Regions from separate parts of the Sus scrofa genome. Here region 1 is linked to region 2. The links are chromatin contacts, called in public HiChIP or PLAC-seq maps. All regions are on one chromosome and are shown on one strand. The core of a region is the stretch at or near the end of the contact, and the rest is flanking DNA. Distances in the headings are between cores, read along the strand shown. Region 1 holds the start of PPIL3 (peptidyl-prolyl cis-trans isomerase-like 3). Region 2 holds the start of AOX2 (aldehyde oxidase 2).

Region 1 (6,322 bases), core at 1,120-3,619, 170 kb before region 2:
GGCTGCACCCACAGCCCTTGGAAATTCCCAGCCACAGCTGCAACCTGGACTGCTGCAGTGACAATGCCGGGGATCCTTAATCCATTACAGCACAAGAGAACTCCCCAAATTTTCATTTTTCAGTGCAATTTAACTGTCAAGTTTCAGCAAGATTATTTTAAAATACATAAAAACAGAATAATGGTCCTCCCCCTTATAGTGGTTAACACACTACAGGAAAGACATTCTAAAATTTCACATCATTGGTAGGGAAAATACTAAGCATGAAAGACCAATAGGCTTCTCACCAAGCCCTTTAGCCAACCAGTGGTTGACTCCCTGGGGGGCAGCATCATAGGCTGTGTGAGGAGAGTAGATCCCAACTCGGTTCTCGAGTGCCCGGATCACCAGGCGTTCCTTCCAGCTTTTCCAGGTGATTCGCTTCATGGGTCGGAAAATGGGCGGATGGTAGGAGAGAATGAGATCGGCCTTCTTCTGCAGTGCCTCCTCCATCACTTCCTCTGTCAAGTCATTGGTGAGGAAGAGGGTGCTCACCGTGTGTGGTGGGCTTGGTTCCACCAGTAATCCAACATTGTCCCAACTTTCAGCAAATGAGAGGGATGCAAAGTCATTCAAGGAAGAAAGGAGGGCCTTCAAATCCATGAAGGAACGGGAAGAACTGCAGATCAGGGAATGAACAAATCGGACTGTCGTGGAGGCCAGGCGTACACGGGATAACAACATAGAGAAGTCAGGTGAAACCGAGTATCTGATGTCAAAACACTGAAAATGAAATACACGTGCACTTCAGACTCTGACCTTTGAGACAGCAAAGCATATGAGCAGAAGAGCTGCCATCCTTCAACCGAGGTTCAAGTACTGGCTTTGCTACTTACCAGCACGTCGTATCATAGCTAAGTCATTTAACTCCTCTGAGCTTGTCTTCGAATCTACAAAATGGAGGGACTATAACTTACCTCACGGGCCATCTGGAGAAGCAAATGGATTACTATGTTTAAGTCACCAGGAACAAGCCTGGTAGATAACACACAATTATGTTCATCTCCTTCCTGCCCCCACCCCACATCCTTGTTCTTGCTCACCCCATCCTTGCTTGAACCAGCCTTCTCCATTTCTCTATTACCCTTCTTTCCAAGTCCCCTTTGACTTCCTAAATAAAGCTTTTCTTAACAAACCTTCCTTTTCTGTGTCCCCCTCCCCCATCCCACCTGCTTCTGCCCTAGTTTTTCTTATGTTACATTCCTGTTTTCTGTCTCCCACAGTACTGGCAAGCTACCAGAGAACAGGAACTATCTCTTCTGTATCTCAGTATCACCAATACAGGCCAGTGCTAAATGCTTACTGCACAGACCGGCACAGTCTCCATTCCCTTATCACAGCAGAATTAAGTTATGGTGGTAGAGACAAACATTAAAAGGTGCTTTATGGGAAAAAAGTAACAACAACATATTTTAAAAATGAAGTGTTTTGTCAGCAGCCAGAATCATGGGATGCGTACGTGGATCACTCTATGAATGGGCAGCAAATGGGCCCCAAACCATATTCAGTATATGGTTTGGAGTCATGTGGAGCCTCCACAAACCACTGGAGCCTGGGGTCTTTGAAGATCTTCTAAGGGTCCTTATACCACTTCCACTCTCCAGATTCCCTGACACTACTCCAACTCCCCAGACTTCTAAATCTGGCAAGCGCTAAAGTGAAGCTCTAGTGGGCCACCACACTGGTTTTGAGTTATCTATTGTTAGATCTGAAGCAGCCCTTGGAAATAACAAAACCACCATTTCCTATGAATCTACAAGCTGCGTAGCTCATTAACAAGAATAGGAGGCAGCAGGGCACAGTGTGAAGGGCACCTGACCCTAAAACCAGACTGACTCCCCGAGCCGCAGCTGTCTAAACAGATTACTCTATCTCTGCGGTTCCCATCTCTGAAGAATAGAATAGCGTTCAGCTCACGGTATCGTCGCAAGATTTCACCGTAAAGTTGGAGAAAATGCTTGGCCTAAAGTCAGCACTGCTTGTTAATAAGTATTATTAGCAGGACCCACTTTACAGCCTGTGAACCTCGCCCTCTTATTTCAGCCCCACTTCAAGCCTTTTCCAGAACAATTAAAAGTGCGGGGAGCACAGTGGGCAAGCCGCGAGTCAGGACCCTGGCCGCTCTAGAACCCTAGGCTCTGGTGCAGCAAACCGGTTTTCTGCGCCTATCTCCTCCCCCGCCTCCTTTCGCGGCAGCACCCCCAAAACCTCAGCCTGCAAGGGCCACAGCGCGCCGACAGGGCCTCATTGCCGCACGCAGGAATCTAACCCACCGGAGAATCACCAGTCCCAGGTTGCCAAGAGCGCTACTTCCGGTCCTGCGCAGAACTTCCTGGAGGCGTAAAAGTGGGCGGGGCGGGGGAGCTGGGCGGAAGAGGTCTTTCCTATTTTGCATCTGAGTTCAGGGGCGCCTGTAGGGATTGCCCAACATTACGCCTTTTGTCCTAGTGTGATTATTTAAGAAGTTCTCTAAGGTCAAAGGAGTTCCTGATGGGGATAAATTACATCCTCTCCCTCGTTCTGGTCGGTTGGGTTTGGGATAGGGAGGAGGAGGAAGGAGGTGAGCAGAGGAGGGGCGTTCTCCTAAGTGGGTCTCCTGCTCGACTTCCGGGTGGCGGCCTGAAGAAACTTTCTTGGAATTTACAGACTCTCCGGAGCACCTGTTATTGAATCTTTGCTGTTTTAACAACAGCTGTGGGCAGAGCCTCCTTGCCTGACCACTTGAATTTCTCACAAGCTTCCTATCTTAATCTATTTCTTGACTAAAAAAATATCTGTATTCAGTGAAGTGGTTAAGTAAGTATGGGGTAGCGTCACTTACTCTTTCATTCACTTGAACACTGGAAGAGCGCTCTATGCTTTAGTTTTTAAGCTGCTTGGAGTGAGTATTCTGGAGGGGAGGGTGTTGTTGAATTAAGCAATTAAAGCATATAATATATTAGTGCTAAGTGCTTTAGGGAAAGGAAATCTTTAAGACAGTATTAAATAGATTTATCAGGTCAATGAGACTTAACTTTTGAGCAGCGACTTGGAGGTGAGGGAAATAGCCGTACTGAGTGTAAGTGTTCCAGGCGAAGGGAAAACCCAATGCTAGGCTTAAGGCAGAAATGTATCAGACTCTTCTTGAAGAGTAAGCAGGGGAAGTAGGAGTTTAGGGGCTGGAGATGAGTAGGATTGCTTGATCGCTTCCACAACCGGATTACTTGGGAGGGATCTGTTCTCCTCGAGAATTTTTCTTTTAAATATGCAGGAAACATGAGCATGTTTGAGTTAAAAGAGGGAAATGAATTAATTCTTTTTCTTTTGGAAATAGAGGCTCGTTTTTGAACTTCTGTCAATAAACTGTAAGAAAGTAACAGTACATCCTGAAACCATCAAGAAGAAAAATGGTAAGTTTTATAGAATTCTTATGAATGTCTTTGTATATATAATTTTTAGAAATCTAGTCAAGGGAAATAAAACTGCATGGAGATTTCAATGACAAGACAAATGATAAGCTGTAGAAGTGTAGAGTATAAAATGATTCTAAACAAAACCGAAACAAAATCACTTTAAAATTCTTATGTTTTTCGGAGTTCCCATTGTGGCTCAGTGGTAACAAATCTGACTAGCCTCCATGAGGATTCAGGTTCGATCCCTGGCCTTGCTCAGTGGGTTAAGGATCCCGTGTTGCCGTCAGCTGTGGTGTAGGTTGCAGATTTGGCTTGGATCCCAGGTTGCCATGGCTTTGGTGTAGGCCAGCAGCTGTAGCTCCAATTCAACCCCTAGTCTGGGAACCTCCATATGCCTTCAGCACAGCCCTAAAAAAAATTTTAAAAAAAATTTTAAATCCTTACTTTTTCATTTAAAACACACAGAATTTACCTTTTATGGAGAAAGATTGATTACAAAATGAATTTGAGATGGAAAGCGGGTATTGCAGGAGCAGAAGAGCATAGCTAGTTGTGATCATTTTAATTGGATCCTTTTACTCTCTCTCTCTCTTTTTTTTTTTTTTTTTTTTTGTCTTTTTAGGGCTGCACCCACAGCATATGGAGGTTCCCGAGCTAGTGGTCAAATCAGAGCTGTAGCCACTGGCCAATGCCACAGCCACAGCAATGTGAGATCTGAGCCACATCTTTGACCTACACCATGGCTCACAGCGACTCTGGCAGATCCTTAATCCACTGAGCAAGGCCAGGGATCGAACCTGCGTCCTCATGGATCCTAGTCAGATTCGTTTCTGCTGAGCCACGATGGGAACTCCTGGGATCCTTTTTCTCTTGATCCGACGTGGACAACTAGAGCTTGAGGTAGAAGGAAAACAATTTGCCCTACCATCCCCCACCCTACACACATGCACAGACACACACACCGTTGCTCTCTGTCTTCAGCCTGGTCATAGTCTGACTACTAGATACTACTATAAGAAGAGAAATTAAAAAGGAAGCCTCAGAATTTTTCTACCCTCTCTGGAATGGGGTAACAAAAGGAGTATTCTAGCTACCAAAACAACAGATTAAACAAACAAAAAGCAAGCAAGCAAGAGTACTCTGGTTACCTCTGCACATTTAGGATCTGAAAACACTGACGCTTTTTATTTCTGTTGTCTTTAGTGGAGAAAGAAGTTGTTTCTTTAACTCCCTCACAAATTACATAAGAGAAATGGGGAAAACTCTGGTTGTAAAAGTTGTTTTCTTACTATTTCTCAATAAATACTAATGACTTAGTGAATTGCCATTTAAATCAGTAATACTAACCTAAAAATTGTTTTTATTGGGAGTTTCCTGGTGGTGCAGTGGGTTAAGGACCTGGCATTGTCACTGCTGTGGCTTGGGTTGCTGCTGTGGCATGTTTTGATCCCTGTTCCAGGAACTTCCTCATGCCGTGGGCAAGGCCAAAATTTAAAATTTTTATTTTATTTTATTAATTTATTTTTTACCGTGGCATGCAGTGGCTTGATGTGGGATTTCAGGTCCTAGACCAGGGATTGAACCCAGTCCTAACCACTAGCCACCAGGGAAATCCCCAAACTGTTTTTTAGTGGTGAAAAATTAAAACTTGAAATAATTATTTCCTTCACAATATGTTCTCCTAAAGTCTTAGCATAGATACTATTTTACCTTAACATTTGTATTTATCTTCTGGAATTTTTTTCCTATTGCAGAAATAAATTTTGAAGAAATACAACTTATCTCTCAGAACTGTTTTGTAGATGGATAATCTCTGACATAGTGTTTCTGTTTTTATTCACATAGTCATTTTAATATCTAGTTTGGGAAATGATAGTGGGTAAGGTCACCTGAAGAAATCTCATTTGTTCTCACATTTCTCTCTCCTTTTTAGTCGGTGACTTTGCATACCGATGTCGGTGATATTAAAATAGAAGTCTTCTGTGAGAGGACACCCAAAACCTGTGAAGTGAGTACCATAATGTACATAATGCAACACGATAACTATTTTTTAAATTAATTAATTAATTAGGTGGGGTTTTTTTGTTTGTTTTTTTAGGGCCGCACTTGTGGCATATGGAAGTTCTCAGGCTAGGGGTTGAATTGGAGCTGCAGCTGCCAGCCTGTGCCACAGCCACAGCAATGCTGGATCTGAGCCTTGTCGGTGACCTACACCAAAGTCCACAGCAACACCAGATCCTTAACCCACTGAGCGAGGCTAGGGATTGAACCCAAGTCTTCATGGATACTGTTCAGGTTCGTTACCACTGAGCCACAGTGGGAAATCTCTTAATTTGTTTTTATTATAGTTGATTTACAATGTTTTGTCAATTTCTGCCATACAGCAAAGCGACCCAGTTATACATATATATACATTCTTTCTGTCACATTATCTTCCATTATGTTTCATCACAAGTGCTTGGATATAGTTTCCTGTGCTATACAGCGGGAAGGATAACCATTGTGAAATTGAGTCATCTGGGAGTTCCCGTCGTGGCACAGCAGAAATAAATCTTACTAGGAACCATGAGGTCGTGGGTTTGATCCCTGGCCTTGTTCAGTGGGTTAGGAATCCAGCGTTGCTGTGAGCTGTGGTGTAGGTCGCAGACAAGGCTCAGATCTGATGTGGCTCTGGCTCTGGTGTAGGCCGGCTACTGCAGCTCTGATTAGACCCCTAGCCTGGGAACCTCCATATGCCACGGGTGTGGCCCTAAAAAGACAAAAAAAAGAAAAAGAAAAAAAGAAATTGAGTCATCTAACTTAAACAACATTCAAAAAACCTTTTCTATAAAACCATTCTCAAGAAAAACCAGCAATCATAATTTCTGGATTAATTTCCACTTCCTTTTCTG
Region 2 (7,253 bases), core at 456-2,955:
TGACGTGCAAGTCTGAGAAGTCATTCCCCTGCCTCCAGGCCTGGGTCGGGGCCCCTCGGTATCTTACCAGCTGTGACGCTGGAAGGTCGCAGCCAACTAGCCGCTGCACTTGCAGCGAGGGAAAAGCAATACCTACCCTATCTTCACAGGCTTGTCATAAGCATCTTGCTGGATAACAGAAGTAAAAACCCTTGGGAAAAAATCCTATTTCATTATAGATGTTCTTCTGGGTTAATCATCTAACTGGAAGAGAAATTTCCATTTAGCAGTTTAATGTATTGCTAGTTTTGCCCAGTAATTTGTACTGCATTTGATACCAAGTGAGTGAGCCCTCAGAGAAAACCCCCATCCTTCTTTTCTTTTTCTTTTTTTTGTCTTTTTGTCTTTTTAGGGCTGTACCCTCGGCATATGGAGATTCCCAGGATAGGGGGTCTAATTGGAGCTATAACTGCCGGCCTACGCCAGAGCCACAGCAAGGCCAGATCCGAGCCGTGTCTGTGACCTACACCGCAGCTCATGGCAACACTGGATCCTTAACCCACCCTCATCTTTCCTAGTCGGATTTGTTTCCTCTGTGCCACGACAGGAACTCCATCCATCCTTATTTTCAAATCCCACCTTTGCTCCTGTTTGGTCCAATCGCAAGCCTCAGCCTCTGCCCCCTCTCTTTAGCCATCCTTCTCCCTCATTGTGGTCTATTTCCACCCAGTTTATGGATTGGATGTAACTACCTAGACTGGCTACAAACACTTCAGAATCATTGACTCTTTTTTTTTTTTCAAAGCCATATAGCTTGTTCACTGAAGTTAGGTCATAACCATAAATGCTTATCAGAGAGGTCTGTGAATGAGTGGAGTGGGTTGGGTATAACTGGAGAGCTTGTGCTCCACTTTAGACGACAGGGGAGTGGGTGGTGACCGACAGTCCCCCACTCAGCTCTAAGCAAGACCGCTGCCAGGCAGGAAGGACTATCTTCCCCTTGTTGCATGAGAAACTCCTATTTTTTAAATATGAGATTTCCTAATTTTCAAACAGTCACCATAAATTAAAAGCTGTGTAGGCTTTCCAATAAAGCTTGTAATTTCTATCTTTTGGGGGGGCTTCTCTGCGAGATCCATTCGATTTACCAATTAAGATAGGTTTGCCATCATGAAGATCTACATTTCAGAGTATAGAATGGTGGGGGGAAATCTGCGGTGAGAAAACAGATGTCGAGAAAGGCAATCTTTTCTTACGACAGGTGCTCTCCCTGAATCTGGAGATCTTGGTTGTCCTCCAGGGCAGGGGATGTGCAACACAAACCTCTATTGCATAATCACTCTCTTGGGGATCAGAAGGCCCTTAAAAGAATAATTAGTCCTGAAGTAAAGAGCTTAGCTTCTATTTCATGGCTATTAAATCGAGATATAAGGAAACTCTGGGGAAACTTTATCCTCTCCAAATAGCTCAATTAACTTAATATGCTTAGAACCAGTTCCAAAAGCAATTAGAGAGCAAGAGCCAAGGGGCCTGGCTGTGGGGGGTGGAAAGATCGGATTAATTCTGATAATCTCAGCTGGCCTAAATTTTAAGGCAAACATAAGACATGGCCAAGATGGATCAAAAGGGTCCAGTTCTTTCGTAGGAAGGTCAGCAGCGTGACTTCTGGGTCCGCATTCCTCTCGATCACCTGCGTTAGCAACAGAAAAGAGATGATGGTGGGCATGGAGTGGGTGACCCAGCGGAATGCCTGCCGTGGCCGGCATTCATTTGCCTCTTTTTTTGTGTGTGCTCTAAAGGCAACTTTTGCATATGTTCATAGAGTAGGAGACTCGCCGAGCAACTGTGCAACAACGCTCATCTACATGATGAGAGCTGGGAACCACCACAGTGTAAGATGCCCTGGGAGTTTCATTCTTCATGTTTGCTCCACTATCTAATTTTGTGGAGTCTTCCCACTCAGCCACGTCAGGCTTTTGTACTCTTGAAATGTTTCAAATTGGGGAAGGACTTGGATGCTGTGTGTGTGTGTGTGTGTGTGTCAGGGGGTTCTTGAGAGAAGAAGCTTGAGTAGGAAGAGTTTCAATTCTTTTTTTTTTAATTTTTTTTATTTAAAGGCTGCCTCCTTGGCATATGGAAGTTCCTGGGCCGGGGATCGAATCCGAGTCACAGCTGAGACCTATGCTGCAGCTATGGCAACACCAGATCCTTTAACCCATTGTGCCAGGCTGGGGATCGAACCTGTGCCTCCACAGTGACCAGAGCTGCTGCTGTTGGATTCTTAACCCACTGTGCCCCAGTGAGAACTCCAAGAATTAATATTCTGGCACTTCTGAGACAACTCCTGTGGGGAGCACATTTTGATAATATCAGGGATCCCAAGAATTGGTGGCAGAAAGGGGAAGCAGGGGAAGTGCTGCCACCCTGGTGTAGCCCCCGAGGATGCCAATCCCCTCATGGCAGCATGGTTAATGGTATGCTTTGTGAGCCCAGCTTGGAACCCACGGAGGTTCTGGAGGAACACGAGAATTCCTGCCTCCCTCAACTTGAAAAGTGGGAGATTTTGGGGTTCCATCATGGCACAGCGGAAACGAATCTGACTAGGAACCACGAGGTTTCGGGTTCGATCCCTCGCCTCGCGCAGTGGGTTAAGGATCCGGTGTTGCTGTGGCTGTGGTGGCTGCAGCTCTGCTTGGACCCCTAGCCTGGGAACCTCCATATGCCACGGGTGCGGCCCTAAAAAGGAAACAAAAAAGAAAGAAAGAAAGAAAGAAAAGTGGGGGATTTAGCACTCTTGAACCATGGAGGGGCCTTCCTTGGTGCGTCTTTCTTATTTGCTTGTTTCCTGTGACTTTGTCTTTGGGTGTCCTGCCAATATCTACAACCATTCTGATGCAACAGAGGGAGGGGAGCTACAGTGGGCTGTTCATGTGACATTCTTCTTTCTCCCCAGAAGAAAAACATGAACTTGTGTAGCCCTCAAAGAATAAAAAAAGTGCAGGAAGCTGTTTCCAAGTTGAGATATTGCAATTCAGCTGCTCTCTGGATCTCCAGGGGGCTGCTATCACTGCCAGAAGCAGCCTCCTCTGCCTGCCCTTACTCCTATCCCAAGTCCTTTGAAAGCATTTGATGAGAATGTGGTTGGATAATATTTGTATTATCTAGCTGACTCTACCCCTACCACACAGTCCGTATTTCCTCTAGCCCTTGACTTATTCCCTGTTCTGGCTGCAGCCGCTTCCTCCCGGGCTTATGAATCAGAAGGGATGTGGGACAGAACATAGAGCAAGGAGGTTCCAAAGCCTAGGCTAATGGAACAAGCCAGTAAGGACTCAGCTCGTGAGTGAGTTTTGGAAGAAAGTATGGTGGCTGCTGGCTGTGGAGACTGGATACAGGAGAGAGAGCTTGAACGGAAGTGATGGGAAGAATATAGAGGCTCTGTGTGCTCGCTCATTCCTTGGGCCGAGCCCCCACGTGGGGTGGGGGTGGGGGTACATGACCAAACCCTAGTTAGGTTTGTGGGATTGGGAGCTGAGGGGCCCTGGAGGAGAGGTGGGCAAGACCCCAGGAAAGCCGCATGCCTTGGAGCCATAGAACGGCTCCCTTGAGAGGCAGATAGAGACGCATGAGAGGCATGGGCCTGGCAGGCGGCACTGAGGGTGATCTTGCGGCCTTTATGGACTGATGGTGAGGCCTGGAGGGGAGGATGCCGGAGAAATGTCAAAGTTTCCTCCTGGAACGTAACTGCAACTCAGGGAAATAGGGCGGCTGGAAATTGCAATTACATTTCAACTACTCCTGGAGTTCCTGTCGTGGCTCAGTGGTCAAACCCGACTAGGATCCATGAGGACTCAGGTTCAATTCCTGGTCTTGCTCAGTGGGTTAAGGATCCAGCATTGCCATGAGCTGTGGTGTAGGTCGCAGACGCAGCTCAGATTCTTAGTTGCTGTGGCTGTGGCGTAGGCTGTTAGCCGTAGCTCCAATTTGACCCCTAGCCTGGGAACCTCCATATGCCATGTAAGCGGCCCTAAAAGACAAAAAAAAAAACCAAAAAACAAAACCCCAAACCAAAAAAAATTTCAACTACTCCTGTATAACGGAAACTCCACAGAAAATTAAGTTCATAAATAGAAAAATAAAGAAAACCCATGATCTTTTCTGGTTTGTTAATAGATCATGGACATATAGGACAGACTCGTGTTTGCTGGTAGGGAGGCAGAGGGAGTGGGATGGGTTGGGAATCTGGGGTTAGTAGGTGAGAACTCTTGCATTTGGAGTGGATGGGCAATGAGATTCTGCTGCATAGCGCAGGAAACTATATATCTAATCACTTGTGATGGAACATGATAGAGGATAATGTGAAAAAAAGAACGTACATATATATGTATGATGGAGTCACTTTGCTGTACAAAGAAATTGACAGAATATTGTAAATCAATCATAATAAAAAATTAAAAAAATAAATAAGGGGTTGCCAAAAAAAAAAAAAAGCTCCATTTCTTATCTTCCTGAGTTTGAGAATCAAGGTATGTTGCTTGATTCTACAAGGTATGTTGTAGAATAGAATGCTTGCAATATATCAGGCCCAGTGCAATGGGCTTATAAGTATTTAAGAGCTTCCTAATCAATGAAAAAAGCATCTCTCTTTTAATCTTTATAATAGCCATAGGAAGTGGATTCTAAAGGTGGGTACCCAGAGACGCAGGGAGGTGAAGCAACTTGTGGAAGGTTACACAGTAAATGGCAGAGCTGGAATGGATGCCAGGCTGTCTCACCCCAAGGCATGTGATTAACCCCAATGCTTTACCGCCTCCCCGCCTTCCCAGAGGCTGAGCCCTGGCTGAGTGGAGAACAGGCCAAATTAGCCTGGTTCCTGGTCTTTGACTTCTTGTCCCTGCCTGGAAGGGTCCCAACCCAGAGAGGCCACAAGTGCTCCCCTCACACTACACGTTTCCTGCTGTCTCCACAAACAGGGTAGTAACCCCCCCATACTTACCTTCTTCCCGTTCACGAAGAAAACCAACTCATCTGATCTGGACGGGCAGGGCATTGCTCCTGCAAGTAAGTTTCTCTTTACAGGTCAAGGTGGGAAGGCTCTGTGGCACCAGCTGCAGAAATGAGCAGAAAGGATTTCGGTCCAAGCAACTGAAATCTCTACCTGAGCGGAAGCAGATGGCTTGGAGCCCCAGGGCAAGGCGTGGAGAATCTTTTTAAATGGAGGGCCCCCTTGTGGCCCGGCCTCCCAGCTCATGCCTCACTTTGCCTCCTACCAATCCTGGCTTGAAGTGTGCTCTGTGAACAGCCTGCACCCTTTCTTCTTTCCTCGGAGGCTGGAAGCTGGAAGCTGGAAGGCCTCAGAGTGAAAACTGTAAACAACCATCTAAACATAAACCCGCTCTGCATGCTGCCTCTGCCCCAGAAATGCGTCCTGGATGGATTTCATCCTTCTCAAAGAGAGCTAGCGGTGGGCTTTCTGAGACTCCCGTTTTCCCCAGCCTTGTTCTTATTCTAGCTGCAGAAATGTCTTCTTGTAGGAAATCATATGCACAAGCCCAGTCTGTGTGCCAAAGTGGAGGTGTCGGTGTCACACCAACCGAGTCCCTTCATGCCTTTCCTCCCCACCCACGGGAATATTCCACCGGAAAAAGTGATCTAGTCTAGGGGACCACTTGACAGGTAAATACAGTGGGGCCCAGACAGGGGAGATCAGTAGCGCAGGGTCACACAAATGGGCAAAACGGGAACTAAAACCAAGATTCCTTGAATTAAAATAACTTTAGTGTGCAGACAGATTCATTAATTAAAACAAATATCATTTTTGATACGCTTGAAGATCTCCAGTTAGATACATGTGTATAAATTCAAGCAGTTCTTGGAGTTCCCGTTGTGGCTCAAGGGTTAACAAACCCGACTAGTATCCATGAGGATGCGGGTTTGATCCCTGGCTCGCTCAGTGGGTTAAGGATCCGGCGTTGCTGTGAGCCGTGGTGTAGGTTGCAGACGTGGCTGGGATCCTGAGTTTCTGAGGCTCAGAACCTAAGGTCCAAACTCCTCAGCCCGTGTGTGAAGCCCTCCAGGATCTGCCCCAGTTTCTGGCCTCGCACTCTTGCTCTTTGGAGACGTCTCCTGCTCCAGCCAAACTGTTCCTCTCATTGTCATCCTCTTGCTTCAACTTGGCGTATCTCTCCTTGGAATCTCCCAAGTAGTCCCCACTGCACTTGGCAAAACCCCGCATGCTTTCCGTGCAGACCCTGCCCACCTGTCTGAGCGCAACTTTGCTCTTTCCCTTGGTTGTGTCTCTGCATGTGGGCCTTTTCCCTGCTTCTCGAACATGACCTAGGCCTTGTTGTAGGTTATTCATTCCACCTTGACTTTTCTTTTTTCTTTTTTCTTTTTTTTTGTCTTTTGTCTTTTTGTTGTTGTTGTTGTTGTTGCTATTTCTTGGGCCGCTCCCACAGCATATGGAGGTTCCGAGGCTAGGGGTTGAATCGGAGCTGTAGCCACCGGCCTACGCCAGAGCCACAGCAACGCGGGATCCGAGCCGCGTCTGCAACCTACACCACAGCTCACGGCAACGCCGGATCGTTAACTCACTGAGCGAGGGCAGGGACCGAACCCGCAACCTCATGGTTCCTAGTCGGATTCGTTAACCACTGCGCCACAACGGGAACTCCACCTTGACTTTTCTGCTCTCAGGCGTTGGCCTGGCTGTGCCTTTCTGCTCCTTGGGTCTGAGCTCTTCCCTGATCGCCACGTTAGGAGGAGCACTTCTGTCACTCCTACTGCTCTGATTCCTTTTCTTCCTAGCATTGCATCCTACCTGACGGGCATGCTTCTCCACCTGCTATTTGCTTTTTCCACTAGAGGGTAAGCTCCCTGAGGGCACCACTGTATCCTGGGCCTGAAATGGTGCTGACCATATAGAGTATTTTTTTTTTTTTTTTTGCTTTTTTTTAGGGCCGCCCCTGTGGCGTATAGAGGTTCCCAGACTAGAGGTTGAAGAGGAGCTGCAGCCCCCGGCCTACGCCACAGCCACAGCAACGCGAGATCCGAGCCTTGTCTGCGATCTACATCACAGCTCATGGTAATGCCAGATTCTTGACCCACTGAGTGAGGCCAGGGATCGAACCTGCATCCTCATGGATACCAGCTGGATTTGTTTCTGCTGCGCCACAGCAGGAACTCCCAGAGTGCCTAAGTGACTGAGGCAGGCTCTTCTGTGTCTGCAATGATAGCAACCTCGTTCCTGTCCTGCTATGATTGTTCGTCCTCCT

What was found. HiChIP or PLAC-seq counts read pairs in DNA pulled down with a chosen protein or histone mark.
Region 1: an H3K27ac HiChIP or PLAC-seq map of skeletal muscle shows a contact between it and region 2, with 4 times the contacts expected there. The contact joins the promoter of PPIL3 here to the promoter of AOX2 in region 2. A contact is called at or near these places in 1 of 5 promoter capture datasets (fetal skeletal muscle), 2 of 47 Hi-C or Micro-C datasets (embryonic fibroblasts and skeletal muscle) and 2 of 2 datasets of contacts at active chromatin or transcription factors (alveolar macrophages and skeletal muscle).

Annotation. Positions count from the first base shown.
Region 1 is chr15:104,579,799-104,586,120 of Sscrofa11.1, reverse strand. It overlaps PPIL3 (peptidyl-prolyl cis-trans isomerase-like 3), which reads left to right and starts at 2,369. Exons shown (of 6, transcript XM_013984381.2): 1 at 2,369-3,428; 2 at 5,365-5,439. The coding sequence starts at 3,426. NIF3L1 (NIF3-like protein 1) reads right to left here and starts at 2,385. Exons shown (of 7, transcript XM_003133583.6): 1 at 2,313-2,385; 2 at 288-762. The coding sequence starts at 723.
Region 2 is chr15:104,405,139-104,412,391 of Sscrofa11.1, reverse strand. AOX2 (aldehyde oxidase 2) reads right to left here and starts at 1,705. Exons shown (of 35, transcript NM_001308472.1): 1 at 1,614-1,705. The coding sequence starts at 1,705.